Linked DNA regions of Bicyclus anynana: region 1 is linked to region 2. A link is a contact called in public Hi-C data. All regions are on one chromosome and are shown on one strand. The core of a region is the stretch at or near the end of the contact, and the rest is flanking DNA. Distances in the headings are between cores, read along the strand shown.

The links. Hi-C and Micro-C count contacts between places; a contact is called where the count stands out from the background.
Region 1: a Hi-C map of whole body shows a contact between it and region 2, with 2.4 times the contacts expected there. The contact joins the enhancer-like site here to the promoter of LOC112051275 in region 2. A contact is called at or near these places in 2 of 2 Hi-C or Micro-C datasets (whole body and whole larva).

Annotation. Positions count from the first base shown.
Region 1 is chr17:2,342,643-2,348,697 of ilBicAnyn1.1, reverse strand. The region is part of intron 2 of LOC112051269; the gene reads right to left. LOC112051275 (chondroitin sulfate synthase 1) reads right to left here. Exons shown (of 6, transcript XM_024089845.2): 4 at 5,749-5,906; 5 at 4,552-4,753; 6 at 1-3,336. The coding sequence ends at 2,183. Among protein-coding and RNA genes, the nearest start is that of LOC112051270, 24 kb to the left of the region's middle. Within about 2 kb of position 4,632, at least 3 of the 8 cell types and tissues checked have open chromatin away from gene starts, as enhancers often do.
Region 2 is chr17:2,303,534-2,309,427 of ilBicAnyn1.1, reverse strand. LOC112051275 (chondroitin sulfate synthase 1) reads right to left here and starts at 2,664. Exons shown (of 6, transcript XM_024089845.2): 1 at 1,562-2,664. The coding sequence starts at 2,326. The region is part of intron 2 of LOC112051269; the gene reads right to left.

The DNA of each region.
Region 1 (6,055 bases), core at 3,383-5,882, 37 kb before region 2:
AAAATGCTGCTTGGTTTTACAACACTGGTGGACGGTCAACCCTAAAACGGTACCCAAATCTTTATAAATCTTACGTTATATTAACAAATTCTATACAATTGTTTAATTACTACTTTCACCAGCTTTGCCCATATACCTGAGTATCTTAGTTGATATTATAACTTAAACGAAGCTTACATCTGCTATTGCAAACAAAAAGCCGCAGTGACTCAACGCTTTAAACGGTAGTCTAAAATCCACTGGTCTTAGGTTCCATTCCCGTTCATAGAATAGGACTATTTTCATACTAGCTTTTGAATTTGTTTGAATTATATTTAAAAGGCTTTGATTTTTTTTTTATTAAATATTCTTTTAAATTAAATTTTAAAAAAGTAGCACTTTTTAAGTTTTATGGGCACCTACACTACCTATATACCTCCTACTGGTCACATTTAAAAAAATCGGACGCAAGTAGCTTCGATAAAAACCGCCGTTTTTTTAATCAACACCTAAACCACATATTGACGTACGGGACCTCTGAAGAAGTGCAAAATTTAAACTCCAACAAACAATATATGTACAAGTAAAAAAAATCATAATTACTAAAAATACGCGACTAAAATCTATAAGTATGTTCGTAAAAAACTATTTTCGTCTAGGAACATTTAATAGGCCTTCAGCGATGAAGTGGCGTAACTCTAAAAGGGTCAAAATGTAGAAAAATATTTTTATTTTTCTATTATTACTAGCCTTTCGACACTGACGGCCTGATTTATTGCCTATCTAAGTATAAATGCTTCGAAAAATAGGAATTTTTACATGTTGTCATTTCCAAGGAATCGCATACACCAATGTATCCAAACAACGCCCATTGTCCATATAACACGACAGTTAACTATGACAACTCATACAGTATTACAGCTGGATACTGACTAATGTGTATTACATACCTATTGTTTAAGCAATCACGCTAATTGGGAGGTACCTATGTATTAATAGCAATCCTCTTAGATAATGACGCAATTATTTACATGTGGATAAGAATTATGATAGAAACATTACTAACACCCAATCCTATCAAAAATCTGACCACAAGCTACTAAATACTGTCAGTTAAACAATTTACATAGGGATTAATTCAATTAGGTAGTGAAAGAGAAATTATTAGGAAATAGGAACTATCCAATCTACCGCAGTCCGCAGGTTTACTATAGCATCAAGTTTTGCATCATAAAACATGCGAAACATCATATACATGGCTAGAAAACTGAAATTCCAGGATTATTCATTTCTATTCCACCGAAGTACATTTCATTTTAGACCAAATATATGGTATGTACGTATACATGTAATCTATGTATGCGATACTTTAACATGCGTTACAATATTTATTTTGTTTAGAACTGTTATCCAAATTCTTGGATGTCATAGGTAGTATTCCTCCGAATCGATGTCAACTGGTAATGTTTTCAGAAGACTGGCAGTATTGTCATGTTGAATGGCAATTCCGGTCATCTGACCCAAGTATATGCCAACCTTCTGGTCACGGCTTTTACTGAGAAAATAATGTAACCTTCAGTGCGTTATTTTTATACTGCACGGGAGATTACCAGTGTTCACCACAAGTGAACAAATCACTACCTGCATACATTGGATAGAATCATGTGGTCGAAAAGAATAGTGTTACTAATGTATTTCGACATAAAAATATGTTGTTTAGAAATATTGGATGTCTATAATACATTTTGAAGTTAAGTCTTAAGAACTATGAAACTATTTACAATGGAGTGCTATTGACTATTTATTAAAATGCAACCTAATTTAAAAATAACTTCGGAATTATGTTTTTCACTTTTCCTACTGAAGCAATATAAGGTCACTTAATGTCTAAAGGTTAAAAAAATCCTTTTTCTTTTCCTAAACATTAAGATAATAAATTAGACAACTACATGCGAACGTTATTTTTAAATTAGATTTAGTATACTTTCATTTTCACAGCTGGCAATGGACCATTCGACCAATATAATATCACTATTAAAATATATTCAATATTACATTAGGTACAAAAATTGTCATAACTTTCAAAATAACGTTCATCGCTCATTATAGCGTCGATCTCGTATATAGTAATTTACATTAGTGCGGAAGAGTAGGCTGCGTACGCCATAATGTGCGATAAACTTAACCTAAGTTTTACCCTGTACTAGCTGGCTCCTTTCACCTTTTGTGGCCATAATACTTCAGGGTGGTTTAACATATAATATGTCATGTGTTTGTCACTCCCGTACGTCGACGCTTTCGTCCCCAGACACATGAGAAACTGGCTTTTTTCTAATTTGCTATCACAGTCCACCGAATGGAAGATATGCACTAAAGTCTCGTCGGCTATCCTGTACACAGTCAAGTTTGACTTTATCAACGTCTCAAATAGCTGCACGTCCTCTAAACCCCAACCTTTTATATTTAAATCGAAACCACCGACCCTTTCAAAGTCACATTTAAAAATACTAAGTATACCGAAACCATATTGTCTAAAGTAACCAAAATCATTGTCTACGTCACCACTGTATTTCAAATTCGCTAACTCTATGTCACTTTTAGAACCGTCATTATCTTCTGAATTGTCTGGTGCGATAATTTCAGTGTTTTCCTCCTTAAATTTATTATAATCGTCACCGTACACCACTTCAGGATTATATTGACTGAACACAATAGGAAAATACACTTGATTATATTTAATTGTGTTAATTCTTATTCTTCTAAGTGATATGTGATTGAACATCATGTCAACATCTATGAAGGACACTAAATCATCAGTTGAACACTCTTTGAGGCCCTCTGTGAGCGCTGCGCCTCTTGAAAACGTGGCTGCACCCATCGCAACAATTTTAATATCCTTTCTATAAACACTCTTAAAATGATTGACTAATGTTTCGGAGTTTTCATAATCTAAGGGAGTTTCTGCATCCAAAAACAGAACGATAGTTAGAGAAACAGCTTCATCGCTTTTTAGGACGATATCTTCGTAGTTTTTCATAAATCGATTGAATATTTCGAATCTACCAAGTAGAGGGAGAATGAAGTGTATCTGCCGGTCGTACACCGCATATTCATAATTTTCGTTACTCCACTGAAGCATTTTTGGCAAGTTGTTATGTATCTTCAACAAGCTATTTTCGAAAGCTTGTCTCATATTTAAATTGCCAATGTCGAGGAAGCTGTTCTGATTATTGTTTGGATCATCAAAATCGTCGTAGTCATTTTGATAATTCTTAACGTTGATATCGAGTTGCTCCAATATTTCTGCATCCTCGATTGGTGCTGGCTCTCCCATAGGTAGCTCACGTATTTCGGTTCCTGAAAATTGGAAAAGTGATAAAATTAAGTTTTTTTAATATAGGTATTCTGTTTATATCCAGGACTGGGATTTGGAAAAATAAGACAAATGTAGAAGGCCAATACGCTTTCATATTATTATTTTAAGAATTTTTTTACGATTAACCAACCAAAAACAACGGAAAAAACAAAATGATACTTTACTAAAATTAACTGTTTATACCTAAATATAGAATCAAACTTATTTTAAATACATGGAACACATCTTGTGTTTATGACTTTGTAAAACCTTGAGTTGTCAAAATGGCTTTTAAAATATATAATATTTTTAATGTGGTGGAACAAATTATGGTGAATCAACCACATAAAGATAACAACACGTTATACAAGTTTTTAGGAACAAGTAGAATTACTACAGAAAAACCTGACCTACAAAAAACAAAAGTACTATTATTATATAATTCGCAAGAACCCGACACCGGTCTTTTGACCATAAATAATTTTAAGTGGATTTTTTTGTGTTTTTGATGACTTTTTGTTGTGTATCTTCTGCGTTGGTCTAGCCTAGCGTAATTGGCTCACAACTGTATGGCTATAAATTTTAGGGTTCTAGAATCTAGGTTGAATACGGTGTTTGCTAAAAAATATAATGAACATCTTTGTAAGAAAACATTTTCGGTCGCAGCAGTGATATGTTAGAAGTCACAATGGGCTAGTTCAGACTTTTTTAAAATGGTCTTAAATCGTTTATTATCGTTCTAGGTTGAAAAAAATTATCAATTTTTTTGAGACGAGACGAAATTTGTTCTGACTTCCGGTACCATCACTTTCGTACAGTACTAGGTTTTTCGTCATTTGTACCTGAACAATTCCATTCACTCGGGTACTCACTTGTACCGCTCAGAAGTGATAGTGCTCAGAGGTATTTTCTGATGTAGTAGACTTCTAAGCTAAGCTCTATTCACGCTTTCTAAGCTTTATTCACGTTGGTTCATTTCACAGGTAATTTTTGTTCAAGGGCTTGTAGTCTATTAAGTATTTGTATAAAAAACACCCATGCTCATCACACAAATATTTTCCAGTTGTGGGAATCGAACCCACGAATGCATGCAGAAAGCAGGGTACTACCGCTGCGTCATGCGGCCGTCATGAAGTTGTAATTCAAAAAGTTCTCAGGTTCTTAGCCTGACGAAGTAATTGTAATTTCAAAATTTCTGATTGAGGTTCTTATCCGACCTGTGAAGCACTGCTGCAGGTAGGCGTGCCTCCTCACGGCCGCCGTCATCTTGCGGCCGCGGTAGCGCCGGTACTTCAGCAGCAGGTCCAGCACGTGGTCGACGCCGTGCACGGGCTGCAGGCGCGTGTAGCCGTACAGCAGCTCGTTGAAGTCGATCACGCGCCCGCGCTGCCGAGACGGGGCGTTGATTATCTCCATCACCTGCGAAATATATTTTGTTTGAAAGATATTCATAATTTTCATTGCTTCATTGGAGCATCTTCTTCTCTCTTGTATCTTCAACCTCGTCAACAAGCTAGCTAGCAGCATTCGAGAAACTCCGAGATAAATTTGCATTCAAAACTCCTGCAGACGAAACGTCTTCTAACAACTTGTCTTGCCAGGAATGTATTGTGTGATGTGAGGTGAGCTATCTCTGTGTGATCGGATCATAAATAAGGAAAGGAACCAAAAATACTGATATAGCTCAACGATTCACGAAGTGGCAGTAAAAGAAGACCGTAGTTCGAAGAGCTGACAGACTTTAGGATCTCAAGATTCCGTAATGGAAATGACCCCACGGAAAGCGCAGTATTGGTCGACCCTGAACAAGGTGACGAAAGCAACTGGGTTGCAAGGAGCCACTGGATACTGGAGGCACGAGATCGTGGTGTTTGGAAGTTCACACAAGAGATGTTTGTCCAGCGTGAACATCTATCGGCTGATAATGATAATGATGACTGTAATAAGCCATAAACAAAGGCTGAAGCTACTGAAAAAAAGTGCTTAATGACTAAACTGTACTTAATAACTATAGGCCTCATTAGAAGGCTCAAAGTTACGCAGTAGGCCATGAAGCGAGTTATACATGGAGTTTCTCCGTGTGATCGAATTATAAATGAGGAGATCCGCAAAAGAACCAAAGTCAGTGACATAGCTCAGTGACTCATAAAGCTGAAGTGGCAATGAGCAGGCCATATAGTTCGAAGAGCTGATGGAATGGCGACCTTGGATAGCGCACTGTCCGTCGGCCGCACACTAGATGGGCTGAGGACATTAAGCGGGTTGCAGGAAGCCCTGAATAGTGGCGGCTCGAGATATTTATATTTGGAAGTCCATGCAAGAAGCATGTCTAGCAGTGGACGCCCATCGACTGATAATGATGCTGATGATGATGATGACTAAAGTGGTTATGATAGTACTTAATAATTACTAACTTCACGTATGACGTCATCCAGTGCCTCTTTCAGAGGAGTTTCGAGTCTTCGCTTAGGGTTGGAGTGGCTGACGGAATGGATGGACTTGGTGATGAAGTCGAACGGCACGATATCCTCCACTCTGTCAGCCTTGTAGCGGTTGAAGTCTATCGGGGCACCTGGAGTTATACAATAATTATTAATTTTTTCTCTTTGCATTAAAATATTTAAGTGGTGGCTTTGTAACGTTTGTGGGTCCCAATCATCAATAGAGATGATGACAAGGTTTCAATATATAGAAATTTTAAGAGACACGAATGTCTCTTAA
Region 2 (5,894 bases), core at 1,415-3,914:
GGACAATCTCGTTTGCAACCAAGAAAATTGTCACAATCACAGTCACTGGTTTTCACAGGACGATGTCGGATGTCATTGTCTGAAGTATGATGGCAAATAAATAGAGCTGCATTACTTTCTGTGCAAACTACGAGATAGGTAGATACTGTCGACATCCTAGAGCCATCAGGCGTGTCTACTTCATTACAAGATCTATGAATGAGGACCATCTCATCGCAACACTCTCGTTCGCAACCAGCAACCGGTTTCTGACGCCGGCTTAGTTCTGCGAGAAGTTACTTATTCGAGCAAGATAATATTTTTGCGGAGACGTTGAACCTAAGCTAACGGTGTTCCCCTGAAATTCGGTCCAATTGATCGTCGTTTGGGCACGAACTGCGTTTCAGAGTTCAGAATGCGGATCTCAGTTTTTATTCATTTTGTGGGCCAATTGGTTGTTCTTTTTTTAACCGACTTCCAAAAAGGAGGAGGTTCTACGTTCGGCTGTATGTATGTTTTTTTTTTCTCAATGCTTATTTAAACTTACGGTAGATACCGATTCCTATTTGTAGCCTCAAAATTTACAATTTTAAATAAAAATTAGAGAAAAAGTGCAGAAAACGGTGAAAAAAAAAAAAAAAAAAAAATTCAAATGGTGGAACACATGACATTTTTTGTTAGGTATACTTAAAAATATTTTATTAATGCGGCCAAATATTTATAAAATACCACATAAAAATACCTGTTTCGTAAAATTTTAGCTTTTAACCTTGGATAAGTAGGTATAATAAGTTTCAATAAACTTAAATGAAAGTTAACTTAAAAAAGCTATCTACGAAGTCTTCTAACTAAATAACCATATTTAGGCTTAAATAACAATTAATAGTTAAAAACTCTCGCAAAACTTTCGCTCAAGTATGACAACAGCAATTTATATGTAGGTACGTACAAACGTACCTACATATAAATTGCTGTTGCATATATTCTAGATATGCAAAAACCTCATCGTTTGAGGCCAATGAAATCACTCCTAAATGATAAAATATAGGTAGCCAACAGCTAGCAGTAAAGTAGTTACCTACCTACAAACAAATATCAACTCTGATTCCAAGAAAGCTCTTCATTTCGTAGAAACTGGGGATTCATCAAAGCAAATGTAGTGGTTCGTCCTCGACAAAAGGCATCCGATCCCAAATTATCTTTACCTGTTCGATAGCCTATTTCACCTCCTTTCATTGGGCCGATAAACAAATATACAAACAAAGAACTTTGTAGAACTCGATGCATACTTTTAAATGCTATAGGTGGATAGATATAGTAAACAGCCTCGAGGCATTCGTAACTCAAATGCAAAATTAACGATAACCACATGTTATGAACCACCTGATGGACGTCTAAACGGTTTAATAATTGGATTGAAATTTAAAATCTCTCTGTAATCAACTGAGCTCGTGATTATAATAATTTTAAAATTTGCAATACAAAAACGCCACAAACAAAAGAACCCGCACAATAGCCTTTTAATGGCGTATCAGAAAATGAACTCTAAACGTTAAACGCAAAGTAATAAAACATAACTCACGTCGTAGCTCCAGGTGCACGAGACGCCGGCAAATTTGGCAACACATCGGCCGAGCTCGACGTCCTCGTGTGTGGTGTAGAGGTGCTTCAAGCAGTACTTGACGTGAGGGGCCACCCGCCGCATAGTCTCTCGAGATATCAGCACTCCGGGCCCGCCCATACAAAAGTTCTCATTGTAATCCAAAGCTAAAGCGTCTTTTTCATTGTTCGTTCCTCTTCCCGCTTGTCCGATGAATTGAGGTTTTCTACTGTCCACTGACCGCAAGAACTCCCCCAACTTGTCACCCCTAACGTAAACATCATCGTCTGCCCGCATGAACCACTCGAACCTCTCGCCGTAATGCTCGAACATGTACAGCAACATCAAAAAGGACTTCTTCTGAGGAGGATAACTGTCATCGACGCTTCGCAGCGGTATCAAAGGTAATCCTGGCGCTCGCGACACCTCCGAACTGAAGAACGCAATTCTACCCGGCAAGTCCTGCGCCCACGTTTCGTAAACTGCTCTCGCTCTGCTGGTCAAATACTGCTCTGCCGTCATGACGCCGACAAACACTAAAGTTCTATTAGAGTTGAACAAAGTTTCATCGGCCTTTAAATCTACTATCGATAAAGGATCAGGCGCGACGTACAATTTAGCATTATTCGGACAGGCTTCTATTGAAGTCCTCGAGGAAGGTCTCAAGCATAATTTTAGAAATACACCCAAAGTGACGCCAGCGACTACGCCGGCCACGAGATGCATCCATTTACTCCTTCGCGGCATCTTAAAAGGACTACATCAACGAACACATCCACTGTTACGACCGCACGTGCATTCCAGGGATATGCGATTCACCCCTTTCACGCGGGGACATCAGTGGGCGGTCAGCATTCTGTCAGATCACATTGCCGGCAAATTATCACGTCACGCAAAATCGATCACAAGTATCGCGGTGTCACGATCTAAATATCGAATTTGCAGATGCTATCGGCGGCGCGGACGGAGCGAGCGCGGCGAGGCGCGACGCGTGTCGAAATGCGAGACGTTCATTACGACGTCGACGACACCGAGAACCCGTTTGACTCGTGCGCCGCTCGCCGTACTACTGCAGTATGCAAGTGGGCCGTCTGAAAACAAAACTCGACCAGTCCGGCTGTCCGAGCCCGCGGCCGGAGCTCCGCGTCTCGCTTGCACCCGAGGCCCGTTCTATACCCTTCCTTGTCGAGGCTTATATAGTATGCTATATTCGAATGAACTTGTCCCATTCATCGGTGGGCAATGACAAGATATGATAGACAATGTGGTGTTATGCGAGCATTGTCTGGCAGCCGGGTGGCGGAAACGTGCGCGGAACTACGCGGCGCCGTCAAAGGCATCTCGTGAACACCGGCGGTGCGAAGCGCTGAGCATATGTTGGCGTGAGCGGAGAGCTATTTACATTCATAAGAGCAAATTACTTGCATCCGACGTCTTTCACGAATCTAGTACTAGCTAATTAGGAATGCCATACGATGTTTTCTTTGTAAAGAAAATGCTACGACCTTTACAGTGAGGCTGTGAAACTTTAATAACAGTTTTAGAAATGGGTCTTATCTTAATCGACTTTTGTCTGGCTACATAAGTCAGTCAGTTTTAGAAAGTAGTAGCATTCGTGCAGTCCTTCTGAAGAAATTAAGTGAGCATTTGAGCACCAAGAGTTATTTCTTCTTCAATACTAACATTAACCAAATAACTTTAAATAACGGTATCTACACTTTTTCCCCAAGGGCCCTAAAAATTTAAAATTATCTCTGAGAATGCTCTTCAATTCAAAATTACTATTTAAAAAGTTCTTGGAAGATAGGGTTCGTTAAAAGTTCGTAAACTTCGCCTCGTTGCAGTTTTATCTGTTTTATGAAAGTGAAAAAAAAATCAAAGAAGAGCAGTCTCGGCCGCACATGTGGGGAGACGTCGGCAAACTCATTTGCTTGACAGATGGGATCCTGAGAACACATAAGAGTTATACCACACGAGCACATATACCACCCTTGTTATATTACTAACTAGCGGACGCCCGCGACTTCGTCCGCGTGAAAGTCGATGTAAACTTTCATCTACCCCTACCCTACCTTACCCTACCCTACCCTACCCCTACCCGATTCATTAAGGCTGCACACGCGACGGAACCTAAAATTATGGAGTAACTTCTCCCGTTTTCCTAACATTTCCCTTCACTGCTCTGTTCCTATTGATGGTAGCATGATGAAAAGTATACTATAACCTGCCCAGAAGTATGAAGAACAATTGTACCAAGTTTCGTTAAAATCCGTCGAGTAGTTTTTGTTTCTATTACGAACATACAATTTTACTGATTGCATTTTTAGCATCAGTATTGATCACTAATCACCCCCCGATAGTTATTTTGGAAAAATATTTCATGTACAGAATTGACCTCTCTACAGATTTATTATAAGTATAGATATTATAAAGAGGAAAGACTTTTTCGTTTGTTTATTTGTAAATAGGCTCCGAAATTGCTGAAACGCTTATAACCATTTTTTCATCAGCTACATTATCAAATCGTCCTAATTATCAGCCTATTTTAACGGCCCACAGATCCAGGCCTCCCTCCTTTTAGAAAAGGGGATATGGAGTTAAGACCCACCACGCTGTTGCTGAGTTGGCAGGCTTAGATTGATAACGTTATAGTACACTAGCTGACGCCGCGCGGTTTCGCCCGCGTGATTCCCGTTCCCGTAGGAATACTGGGATAATATATAGCCTATAGCCTTCCTCGATAAATGGGCTATCTAACACTGAAAGAATTTTTCAAATCGGAGCAGTAGTTCCTGAGATTAGCGCGTTCAATCAATCAAACAAACAAACAAACAAACAAACTCTTCAACTTTATAATATTAGTATAGATTATGATATAAGTGCGGTAAGTTGAAAATTACACCCGAGGCGATATATTACCATAGCTACGGTGCCACAGACTGACAGATAGACACGTCAAACTTACAACACCCCTCTTTTTGCATCGGTGATTAATAAAGTAAACCAATAAGCTGCACAACCTAATGTGATAGTACCCTTAGGGCGAATGGAGGTCACATGCGGAGTTGTCCTTCACCCAAGGGTTGAATTCATTAGAGACAGCATTTTTGTAACATTAGACGCGGCGGGTCCAGCGTCACTAATACGACTGGTTATTTTTGTTTCTCGATTCCGTGCTAGGAAACATTTTATTTACCCATCATCATCATATCAGCCGATGGACGTTCACTGCTAGACATAGGCCTTTTGTAGGGACTTCCAAACATCACGATCCTGAGCTGCCTGCATCCAGTGAATCCCTGCGACTCGTTTAATGTCGTTAGTCCACCTGGTGGGAGGTCGACTAACACTGCGCTTTCTAGTGCAGGTTCGCCATTCCAGCACCTTGGGACCCCAATGTCCATAGGCTCTTCGAACTATGTGCTCCGCTTATTGCCACTTCAGCTTGGCGACTCGTTGAGCTATGTCGGTGACTTTGGTTCTTCTACGGATCTCCTCATTTCTGATTCGTTCACGAAGAGATACTCCGAGCATAGCTCGTTCCATCACCCGCTGTGTGACTCAGAGTTTTCTTATGAGGCAAATTATTGACCCCAAAAGCAACTCCAAGACTCGAACTCAGGTCCCTTCGGAGAATTTTACCACAAAATCAATCCGACTTTTCAGTTTTCCTTGAAAACATCGATGTTGTTACCCTTATCAGAAGATATTATATTGTACCTATAATAGTTTACAATTTACTCGTAAAGAATTACAGATATTACAGAAGAAATATATTTTCCTTAAAATCAACAATGTAGTTTATCATTATCAGTACAAACTATTAATTATATTAAACAATAGTTTACCTGTAAAGAGTACCCAATTTTACTTGTAAAAAATTATAAAATATAGATATTAGTTGTTGAATAGATAAGTAGGTAACTCGTAAGTCTCGGTGATTTAGTGTGGCGGGTCACAAAGTTGTGGGTTCGAGTCCTAGGTTGGGCTATAAATATCGAGCTTTTCTGTGTAGGTACAGGAAAAGGGAAAGCACATCCCAGCCTTGGCCTACCCAAACTGCCCCTCTTATATGTAAAAGATGTTGATAATTCTACCTACATTAATAACGAAAGCAACGTTTTAAGACATTTAAACCGTTTAACTTCAAAATACTTTCTTTTATTTGCCTAAAAATACATATTATCTACTAGCGGACGCCCGCGACTTCGTCCGCCCTTAACCTCTTTAATCCAGCTCTTACAAGTAGTATCGCTGTAAAAATGGAGTAACTTCCCCCGTTTTCCCAACATTTCCCTTCACTGCTCTGCTCCTA